Regions from separate parts of the Mus musculus genome. Here region 1 is linked to region 2. A link is a contact called in public ChIA-PET data. All regions are on one chromosome and are shown on one strand. The core of a region is the stretch at or near the end of the contact, and the rest is flanking DNA. Distances in the headings are between cores, read along the strand shown. Region 1 has its middle 11 kb from the start of Gbp6. Region 2 has its middle 27 kb from the start of Abcg3.

What was found. ChIA-PET counts read pairs in DNA pulled down with a chosen protein or histone mark.
Region 1: an RNA polymerase II ChIA-PET map of effector CD8 T cells shows a contact between it and region 2, with 16 read pairs. The contact joins two enhancer-like sites. A contact is called at or near these places in 4 of 39 promoter capture datasets (the 3T3-L1 cell line, the C10 cell line, macrophages and 1 more), 1 of 484 Hi-C or Micro-C datasets (embryonic fibroblasts), 2 of 115 datasets of contacts at active chromatin or transcription factors (cardiomyocytes and effector CD8 T cells) and 2 of 9 other capture datasets (adipose tissue and macrophages).

Annotation. Positions count from the first base shown.
Region 1 is chr5:105,302,517-105,307,766 of GRCm38.p6, forward strand. No RefSeq gene overlaps it. Among named protein-coding and RNA genes, the nearest start is that of Gbp6, 11 kb to the left of the region's middle. Within about 2 kb of position 3,700, at least 27 of the 459 cell types and tissues checked have an H3K27ac peak or open chromatin away from gene starts, as enhancers often do. A contact at or near this core is called in effector CD8 T cells, where this site is marked.
Region 2 is chr5:105,007,090-105,012,140 of GRCm38.p6, forward strand. No RefSeq gene overlaps it. Among named protein-coding and RNA genes, the nearest start is that of Abcg3, 27 kb to the left of the region's middle. Within about 2 kb of position 3,487, at least 26 of the 459 cell types and tissues checked have an H3K27ac peak or open chromatin away from gene starts, as enhancers often do. A contact at or near this core is called in effector CD8 T cells, where this site is marked.

The sequences.
Region 1 (5,250 bases), core at 2,450-4,949, 300 kb after region 2:
GCAAGTGGTGGGAAATGGGAACCACCCATTTGTAAATTCAAGTTTCAGCACCAAATGAGGTGCTTTATAAAGCCAAGGATCTGATTTATAGACTACATTATGTAGCAGTGGGAGGGGCTCAGTGGTCCCATGATGAGCCCAGCATAGGAGTGCAAACAGATACCAACTGAGGCTGCATTCACATGGAATAAAATTTATTACCTTGTTAGTAGAGTGGCCAGGGCACATAGGGTCCCTTTCGTGGGTTCTTAAATTCCTCACATAAAGGAAATCAAGAATGGGCCTAGGAACAAACAGAGAGACAATTTTATTGGTGTTCCAGAGCAAGGGGGCAAACAGGCTGCAAACCTCATCAGCTACACAGAAGAGGGGGAGCAGACCAAGAGGAAGGAGAGTGGGTCATGCTTTCTGGTTGTAGACCAAGAAAGCAGGGAAGACCAACAGTGGGAGTTGCTAAGTGAAAATGGGGGAGGGATGTTTTTTGAGAGAGAGAGAGAATGAGCATGCCCACTGCCTCACATCAGGACAGCAGGCTATGGATTTGGACTGGTACCTCCTCCCTCTGAAAAAACAAAGAAAGAAAAGAAAGAGTTACACATTCTAACTGAGGGTTGACTAACAACTACACTAATAGTACCATCTATAATTATGTTTGAGTATAATATGTGTTTTAATTGACAACTTTTTGAGCGATATTTTCTTGTCCAGGTAGTTAGATAGGCTCATTTAGAAAAACTCTTAAAGACAGGAACAATAGCATGTTTTTGTATTACACCTGCCTCTTCCATACCTGCCTCTTCCACACTTTCTTCCTCTACTCCTGCCACTTCCACATCTGCCTCCCTTTCCTGAGATAATTTCATCATGTGTAAGGTTAATCATGCTGCTCCTTCTCTCCCTGCCCTGGGGTTTGAAGTTCTTATGGGGAAACTGTGATACTTTCCTCAGTTCTCATCGTATTTCAAATTCTAAACAGATATGTGGGAGCAGGAGGCAATCACACCCTTCCTTAAAATGAGAGAGAGGAGTCCCAAAGCTGGTTATTGGACAGTCCATTCTCAGTTCTCCAAAACCTCCTTATGTCTGAGTAAAGTGATTCCTAACCCTATATTCAGTAAGTAAAAATGATACAATTGTTTCTATTCATTGTGTGCCAGGTGGTACGGAGCACTACCTCCCAGCTGGGAAGGAGATGGAGCACATTCAGCATTCAGCACATCACTAGGTTTTTCTGTATTCCTGTTGAGTTAATTATAACAACCATGATTACAATACTGTAGATTGTGCACTTAGGAGTAACCATTCACTTTCTCATTGGATTCAAGGCCACTCCATGACATGGAGCCTACACATGGCATTACTAAAGAGACCCGAACCTGAATTCTTATGCCATAGGTCTAGGGTAGAATCAAATACTGATGTTCCTACAGAAGACTACAGCAATAAAGTGACTCCTTAAGACATACTACTTTGACCATGGAGTAAGGTCCCATGGGGTACCCTAGCCTCGTTCAGTCCACTTCAGAGATGCTTTCTCTTGCAGTAGATAGAAATCAGCACAGAGACCTACAACTGGTCAATGTGCAGACAGGGAGAGAGTTTGGAACTCTCAGTCTTAACTGGGACAAATTCATCACAATGCTCTTCTCTGGGTTCTGGGAACTACTTGGAAGAAGAGGCAGAAAGATTGTGAGATCCAGAGGTGATGGAAGACAACAGGAAATGAATGTCTTTCAGACACAAGACTGACACACATATAAATTCACAGAGACAGTTGAAGCATGCACAGGACCTGCACAGGTGTAAGTCAGAGGGGATCCCAGTGCTGAGATGGGTCCTGAACACAGGCTTTATGCCTAACCAAGAAGATATCTCCAACTGACAACTGTTTGCAAAGGAAACATCTGTTTTCTCCAAAGTACTCAGTGGGTAATTAACCACACTTACAGGTAGAACCCATGCCCAGCATATGATAGCTAACACAAAAGGAGATCAATGGTATTTGTGTAGACATTTTACCTCAAGTTGCTTTGTTTTTGTTTGGTTTCATTTTTATGGTGTGGGGGTAGCGTGTTTTCTTTTCTTATATTTTATTTAATTTTTTTCTTTCTTTATTCTGTTTTGTTTCCAAAGATTCTGTGAGAACACAAGGAGACCAACAAAGCACTTTTTTCCACAACAGGTAATTTTACCCCACATGTACAGCCAATTTCAGGCAGAGTTAGCATCCCTGTGATGGGCTTATCCTCCCCTTCCTGGGATGTTGCTCTCAGAACTACACTAACATCTTGTTTCCCAAGGACTATCTCATCTACTGAGTCCAAGTTGTTTCTAACTTGAACATGCAGTCTCTAAGTACATGCCCAGCAAAGCAAAGGCAAATCGAAGACTCCTCCATTTTCCTGTGGTACTTGAGTGAGCTCAAAGGCTGACTCAGAAGCTGCTGGGTCCAGATCTGAAGCCTGTTGCAGCAGAAAAGATGTTGTGCTCAGGAGTGTGGCCCTGGGCTTGGAAACAGTGGCATCAGCTGACACAGAACTGGGTTCATTATTTGTGAGAACCTCACTTCCAAATGGGAGACCCCAAAACTCAAAGACTAGTGTGAGAATCTCACTGAAGATCTGGAATGCCATTTTTCTAAAGATGCTAACTGTCACAAGTGAGGGAACCCACAGGCTCTCAACCCCTTACACTTGGCTACACACTCTCCTTTACCTTACACTTCCACTCTTGCTGACCATGAAGACATTCTCTAATGGGACTGTAGTGTCACTCTTTCGTTGTTCAGGTCTCTTCTGGTGTTCATATTCTTCTTTATGCCCCTGCCCTGCTCTGAAGGTATGTCGAGAGATTTTATAAATCTTTTTATAAACATTTTCATCAAGAATTTTCATAGAGTCTTAAAATAACAAACTTCTGATATTGCATTTTTACTATGTTTTCTCAGTAGCTATTCTCTGACAGATGACAGGAAGACTGTGCACAAACACAAACAGCTGAAAATCACACAGCCACACTGACTTTGGAAGCCCTGTGGGAGGCTTTAACTGTGGAGGGCAGGGAAACAGCAGACACTGAAGAGTCACAATGACAGTTCTGAGACTTCAGTAAAGTTTTCAACCCAAACCACCACCCATGCCAGGAAGCCTTTCTAGATGTGACACAGGTATGACAGTGTAAAATGCAGTGTCTACAAGCACTCTGCAGAAGTGCCCGGGGTGTGGACACATGGCTTAGTTTGTAGATCCCTGGCCATTCAAGCCTGAGGACCTGAGATTAGATCCCATGTGAGGCCATGTGAGGCTGCAGTGTGCAGATGCAACCTCAGTGCTAGTGTGGCAAGGCACGTGACAGCGGCAGAAGATACTGAGAAACAAAAGAGGTGCCCTGCCTCACACAGCATGGAGAGCAAGGAGCTCCACCACAGTGTGGCACACATGAACATGCACGCATTCATACAAATGTGTTGTGCACACAGCATGCACACACACATAGAGACAGAGTCAGTAAGAAAGAAACTGAGAGACAGAACAGAGAAAGAGAAAGACACAGAGACTTTTTAAAAACAAGAAAAATACCACAGGAGTAAGAAATTTAATAACCTTTGTACTTTAATTTTGTAGTTGGCTACCTTGGTGGAGCCTTCAAAAAAATCACTTTCCTATTTTGCTGACACAAAAATCAACTGAGTTTCTAGAAATGCCTCAGTTACCACATCCACTCCAGTAGTGACTCATGTGACAGGCCCAAAAGCCTGGACGCAGTCCCAAGGTGAAAAGTTAAATACCAAGGGGCCTCTCTTCCCAATGATACCAAGAAGTGGGAGTGGGTGGGTAGGAGAGCAGGGCAGGGGTAGTGTATAGGGAACTTTAGGAATAACATTTGAAATGTAAATAAAGAAAATATCAAAAAAACAAAACAAAACAAAAAAACCTAATAATACTAAAGTGAGCTTCTGTTTGCAGAGACATCCTTTGAAGTAGGGTGACTAATGCTTTGGGGATGAATCATCATAACAGAATTGTGGGTAGTAGTTTCATCATAGCCTATGGACTAATTTGCAATCAAAGAACACTTTTATTTCTTTGTCTTATATAATCCAACATTGAAATATAAGAAATTTTCAATAAATAAAATAAAAACAAGGGAAGGATTCTGAATACTAAAAAAAGAAAGAAAGAAAGAAAAAGAAAAGAAAAATTCAAGGAAATTTAGTCTCCTGACCCGTGGCATCCTGTAATAACGAATGCTCCAAATCTGTCCTTTCTTTAGTCGGTGAACAGATCTGTGTGCTTTCCCTCAATATTGCTTTATTTTAAGTGCCTCTAAGGACTGATTTTGACATATAGCTAAGTTAGGCTAGCCTCCACCAGTGTTCTAATGTCCTACCTAGGCAGTCCTTGAGCTGACCCTGGGCTTGGAATTCAGTAAGAATGTTACCTATACAGTTACATTCAGATTTAGCTCTAGTATTGTGAGAGAGATATTGAAAGAAATCAGGCATTATCTAGGAAGAAGGAAGGTTGTGGTTTAAGAAGGAACTAGAGTAAATATTTAGAACTATAGATAGCTGAGCCACTCCCATACACAGGAATTTGCAATGGCCTAGAGGGAAGGTGGACTATACAATAGACTAGAATTTGAACTATGGCAAGGGCATGAAGCCCCTACCCCTGGCTTTTAAGATTAAGCTGGCCTTAGGTGGGACTGCTTTTGATCCCAGTTGTTAACATTGATTTTATCCCAGTTGGTTCCTGTTAGCTTTTAAGTATGCATTCCTCTGTTTTGTTGTAAAAGTAATTTTGCATCAGATAATTTCAATGTACCTTGAATGGCCTTAATGTATCAATTAACTTCTTTGTCTCCTGTAATATAAAAGGCTGATGCTCACTTTGACAAAAATACATTCAGATACACTCTCTTTGTCCGTGTCTGTTTGTCACCCATCCACACCAACTCCTTGCTTGCCTGTAACCAGGTCCCTGATTTTTTTCCCATGAATTGAAGGGGGACAACTGAGGCCAGTCTGCAGCAGATTACAGAAGAGCTCAGTTCCTTTCAGTTTCAATGAGAATCATGTTCCAGGAAATTCCTTTCAGGGGCTGAGCTGTGTCAGGGTTGTCTCTCTGGCTGCACAGCAACCCTGCTAAGCTGAAAGTGCATTCAGTTTGGATGGTAAATTCTCAAAGGTCAAACCCCAGACACACGATTTCATGGCAGGTGTATGTATGACACACTTAAAATCTTTCT
Region 2 (5,051 bases), core at 2,237-4,736:
AAGTGACAACTCCCCAGATACCAGCATGCTGACACTCTGATTTTGAAGTCCCAGGGTCTAAAGCTAAGAGACAATTTTCTGTTATTTTTACATTTATCCTGTTTGTGGGTTTTAGTTAATCCTAACTCCAAAGACATGAAAACACGTATGGCTGTACTTATTCTGACTGTCAGAGCCTGCATGTTCAGGTTTACACTTCATTGCACTCTTCCATGGATTCTATCATTAAACATAGATTATCACCTCTGTTGGTCCAAGCCAGAAGGAATTCCAGGGTGGAGAGGAAACAGGGACACACAGTTTCAATCCTAGCTAAGGGTCATAGTTACTGGGGAAAAGAGTCGGATTTTTATTCTTTAATGTTTCGGCATCTGGTGGGATGACCACACTCTACAGAATGCTATACACCCTGGAGTATATGAGCAGCATAAACTGTCCTTAATGGATTTGAGAGAAAAGATGTAAAGTTGGGTATATGGGGAAAGAGGCAATGTCAGTGGAGATAGGATCAAAATCAATTGTATGAAATTCTCAGAGAACTAATACACTGAGAGAAAATAAATTATCTTCTCTCTAAAATCATCAAAATTGTTCACAAAAAACACTTCCACATTAACATAAAATTTGAGGGGAAAAGACAGAGTTGGCAGGCTAAGCCACACTGTGTTATTTTAAAGTCATGAAGTATATAAATATTTTTAGAACCTTATAAGTTGGCACATACTTTGGCATGGTTAGAACTCCCAATGATCTTCTTAAGAAATAACTTCTCTATTAGAGGGACAGAGATGGTCAAAGGTTAAGAGCATTGGCTCTGGCAGAGGACATGGGCTGTGTCCTCAGCACACACATGGAGTCTTACAACCATCTCTAATTCCAATTCCAGGACATCTGAAGTCCTCTATTGGACTCCAAAGGCAATGCAGGAAAAGTCCCCATATACATAAAATAAAAAGCAAATCTAAATAATGTTTTAAAAAAGAAGTCACTTGTGTGATTTCACTGAAGAAAAAAAAGTGTTCTCATATTTTTAAAGCTACTTATATTTTATCTCATATTTTAATGCTATTAAAGATGGGGACCTTCATATGTGGAGATATATGATACGACCAACATTCTGAGAAGTTGGAAGTATGAACACATATTTCAATATGGTATACCAATTGTGGTGATTTAAACCTTAGGCTAATGGATTTGAATGCTTGGTCTACAGTTGGTAGAACTGGTTGGTGAGGATTAGGGGGTGTGTCCTTGTTGGAGCTGGTGTCACTTGGGTGGGCTTTGAGGTTTCAAAAGACTCACATTCCCATCTAGCTCTTTCTCTCTGCCTTGTGCTTGTGCATCAGAGGTAAGTAAGATCTCAGCTACTGCTCACCTGTGCACATGTTCCCTGTCATCATGGTCATGGAATCACCCTCTGAAACAATGAGCTTCAAATATAGTCTTTCTTCTGTACATTGCCTTGGTCATGGTACCTTAGTACAGAACTAGAAAAGTTACTAAGACATGAATATTATCAAATACCTATTTCTGTATAGAAAGACACAAAAGTACCGAATAATGTGCTACAATGAAATACTCAATGCACAGCACCACACAGAAGTAAGATTTTAAAAGGAGGCTCACAAATCCTGTGACCTTGACTCCTCATCCTGAGCCTTGCACTAGTGAAGATGTAAGAGCAGAAAACATTGGATTGCTGTAGACTGTTTCTATCATGATTGTTTTCAGATAACTATGCCATAGAATATTTTTTAAAATACTGGATGGTGAAAGACAGAACTTGCCAATCTGGAGAGTATAAATGTATTCTCTGTGGACATGTTGAAGCTTTCAGCTCTGGGGTTGCCTCCTGAGGATGAGGGAGCAGGAGTTACACTGAGCAGTGTTGCAGTGTTAAAGGCTTCTTTTTCTTCATTCCTAACCAAGTGAACACTGCCATTACCAGTATGATGGTTTGTATATGATAGGCCCAGAGAATGGTACTGTTAGGAGGTATGGCCTTGTTGAAGTAGGTGTCTCAGTGTGGTTGTGGGCTTTAAGATCCTCATTCAAGCATTCTGGAAGTCAGTATTCTGCTAACAGCCTTCAGAAGAGGATGTAGAACTATCAGCTCATCCTGTACCATGCTTGCCTGGATACTGCCATGGTCCCACCTGGATGATAATGGACTAAAACTCTGAACCTGTAAGACAGCCCCAAATATATGATGACCTTTATAGGACTTGTCTTGGTCATGGTATCTGTTCACAGCAGTAAAACCCTAAGACAGCCAGCAGTATTTGTGGTCCATGAGATACTGAAAGATGCCTGAGGGAGAATGTGATCCAAAAGCACCCACAGAAGTGATATAAGGTCATTGGTTTCATGATATGAAAGGGTTTTACAGAGTTCACTATGGACTTCGATTTTGTTTGGGCAGAACAAATATCAACTTAGAAGTCAGCCTCTTGGCCAAATGTCTCTAGACACTTCCATTTTCTGTCTGAGCTGTATTTGAATGCTCTTCCATTTCAGATACCTTCATGTTTTCACACAGAAAGTCAGAAGAATACACTGAAGATAAAATGGAAAATCTAGAGTAACTATTCCAGAGAAAATGAATGTAGATTCAGACATTCAAGACCCTTAGTAGCTTATAAGTAAGACATAGGTCTGATGTGGCTGTATCTATGATACTGAAGGTGACTATGTGCACACTGGGCATTGTTGACATGGGTAGAATTAGCTGCCATTGGAGTTTGGCTCGACCTCAGGAAGTATTGAGCTGATACTTTGGTACAATTATTATGAAGAAGCTCAGTGGTGGAAATATAATTGAAGTCTTGTGCCATTTCTAATGACTGGAGAACTTATTCATTCTTGTTGCTACGAATTTACTGACTTATCTTGAAGACTAACCCACTGTATTCAAAATATCAGTCCAAGGGAGGTCAGCATAACTTCTAAACACCAACAAGTAAGGGAGGAAATTATATTCTGGTTATGTCATTCTTTGATCACTGAGGCATGCTGTCAAAAAAAAATGTCACATACTTTGGGACTTTTACCCAGTTTTCCCTCAGAAATTTGCAAGGACTGACTATGAGTAGTTTCCATAGCTACGTGACAGGATGTCTTTCTCTGAGGGATGTAAAGACACATCTGTGTGCATGTGCACATGGGCATGTGATGTATCGAGTCTATTTGGTATTGCTGTATGTGTATGTATTTAGGGCTGACCACTTATGACTGGATAATCTAACAGGGGACTCCTACTTGAAGAACACAGATTCTCCCTCTCAGTAGCATTTATTGCCTATAGATCTTCATATAGGTGGAGTGCTTGGGAAATTCCCCTAATTTGGCAGCCTACCCTCTGAGGATTTCCTCCCATAGTGCTATGTACACTGCCATGGAAAAAGGCAGTCAGTAGTCCTACCCTGAGCTTTCTAACACCTTTCTGAGTACTGGGAGGCAGGCTGGAGCTCCACAAACCAACCACAGACCATCATTTGTGCAGTAGCAGCAGCCACATCAAAAGAAACAAAAGCCCAGGCTGAGCAAAATCCTGCACTACAGATGGAAGCAGCAGACAGCAGGCTGCAAGGACTACAGCAGCACCCAGAACTCCTAGAAACCTGTGACAAGCATCTGCAGAGGGCTTAGGCTGGGACAGTCTTCCCTGCTTAGTCTTACTTTCTTTATGTGTTCACATTCAGACAATCTGGACCCAAGTGATCCTTAAATCTGTCTTCTGACTGGAACAGCATACACTGTGGCATGTGAATACATGTGCATGCACAAAAATGAACGAATACATAGAACTTTTTGCACGGAAAAAAAAAAAAAAAAAGACTGACCAGGCACAGACTAAACTTGAGAAAAAGTATCTAAATCTGAGAGGAGGGAGAGCCTCAGGCTTCTCCCACTAGCTAGAGCTCACTGGAGCTTCAGCACTCCAGCTTCTGCTGCTACTCCTGTTGTCGATAGACAAGAACTCACTTAAAGATCCAGACCTCCTGCATCAGAGACAAGGATGCAATCACACTTCTCAGAGTGGCACTGGATCTTTGCTAACAGCCACGAGTCTCAAGAGTTCAAATCCACTCCCAATGAATTGTTGGATGCCTGTGGCAATCAGTTTTATTTCATTTAAAGTTGTTAAACCTGAATTAGTAAACAAACACCTTTGTTAGACTACGAGTCTTGAGGTGAGGACACTATCATCTCCTGTAGCATAACTCAGTTTAATGTATACATATATCTCATGCTCTCTGTAATCACTGGCCAGGTAGGACATCCTCAAATGCATTCAGTAGCAGTTATGTCTTGAGGTGGCAACAGATGTTTAATTGGATTTAATGTCTACTGAATTCTAACAAAATAAAGAAAAATTCGCTTTCCGATCTGCCAACCTCATTCTTAGAGAAGTCTGCTGAGACTCAGTAGGAGATATTCTCTGCTTACCACACCAACAGGTCAGGTCAGGAATAGTGTGTGTGTGTGTGTGTGTGTGTGTGTGTGTGTGTGTGTGTGTGCGTGCGTGACTGACTGACTGACTTAGATGTGGAGAATATATGTTTAAGAGCTGGTGACATATCAGTGGATACACTGGGGTTCACAATGTGTCCACTTCCTGTGTTTTAAAGACTGATGAGTTGGAAGTCAGGATAGAACTTTCACAATTGCCTTCTCTGCATTTGGGGAAATACTCACCACCAGCACACTTCTTTCTTGTAGACTTGGGCACAATAGAAACTTCTGCTTTCCTTGGTGGTTTTACTTTCTGAAAATTATCTAAAACAGACCCTGGAAATTCTACCTTCCTTCCATCTAAACACGTGGTTGGAGCTTCCACGTTCTGTTTTCTCAGCTCACATTCTTCTCCTTTCCCCCTTGAAGTGTCTCAGTCATCGTAGATATTCATTCTTCTTCTTCATGTTATCCTCAGCAAAGCCACTGTTCTTCTGTTCCTTGTTGGTGATATATATTTGACTTGTCCCATTTTTCCTCCCATAACTATTATTGACATTTACAGTGGCTTCAATGTCCATGTATTGACCAACACA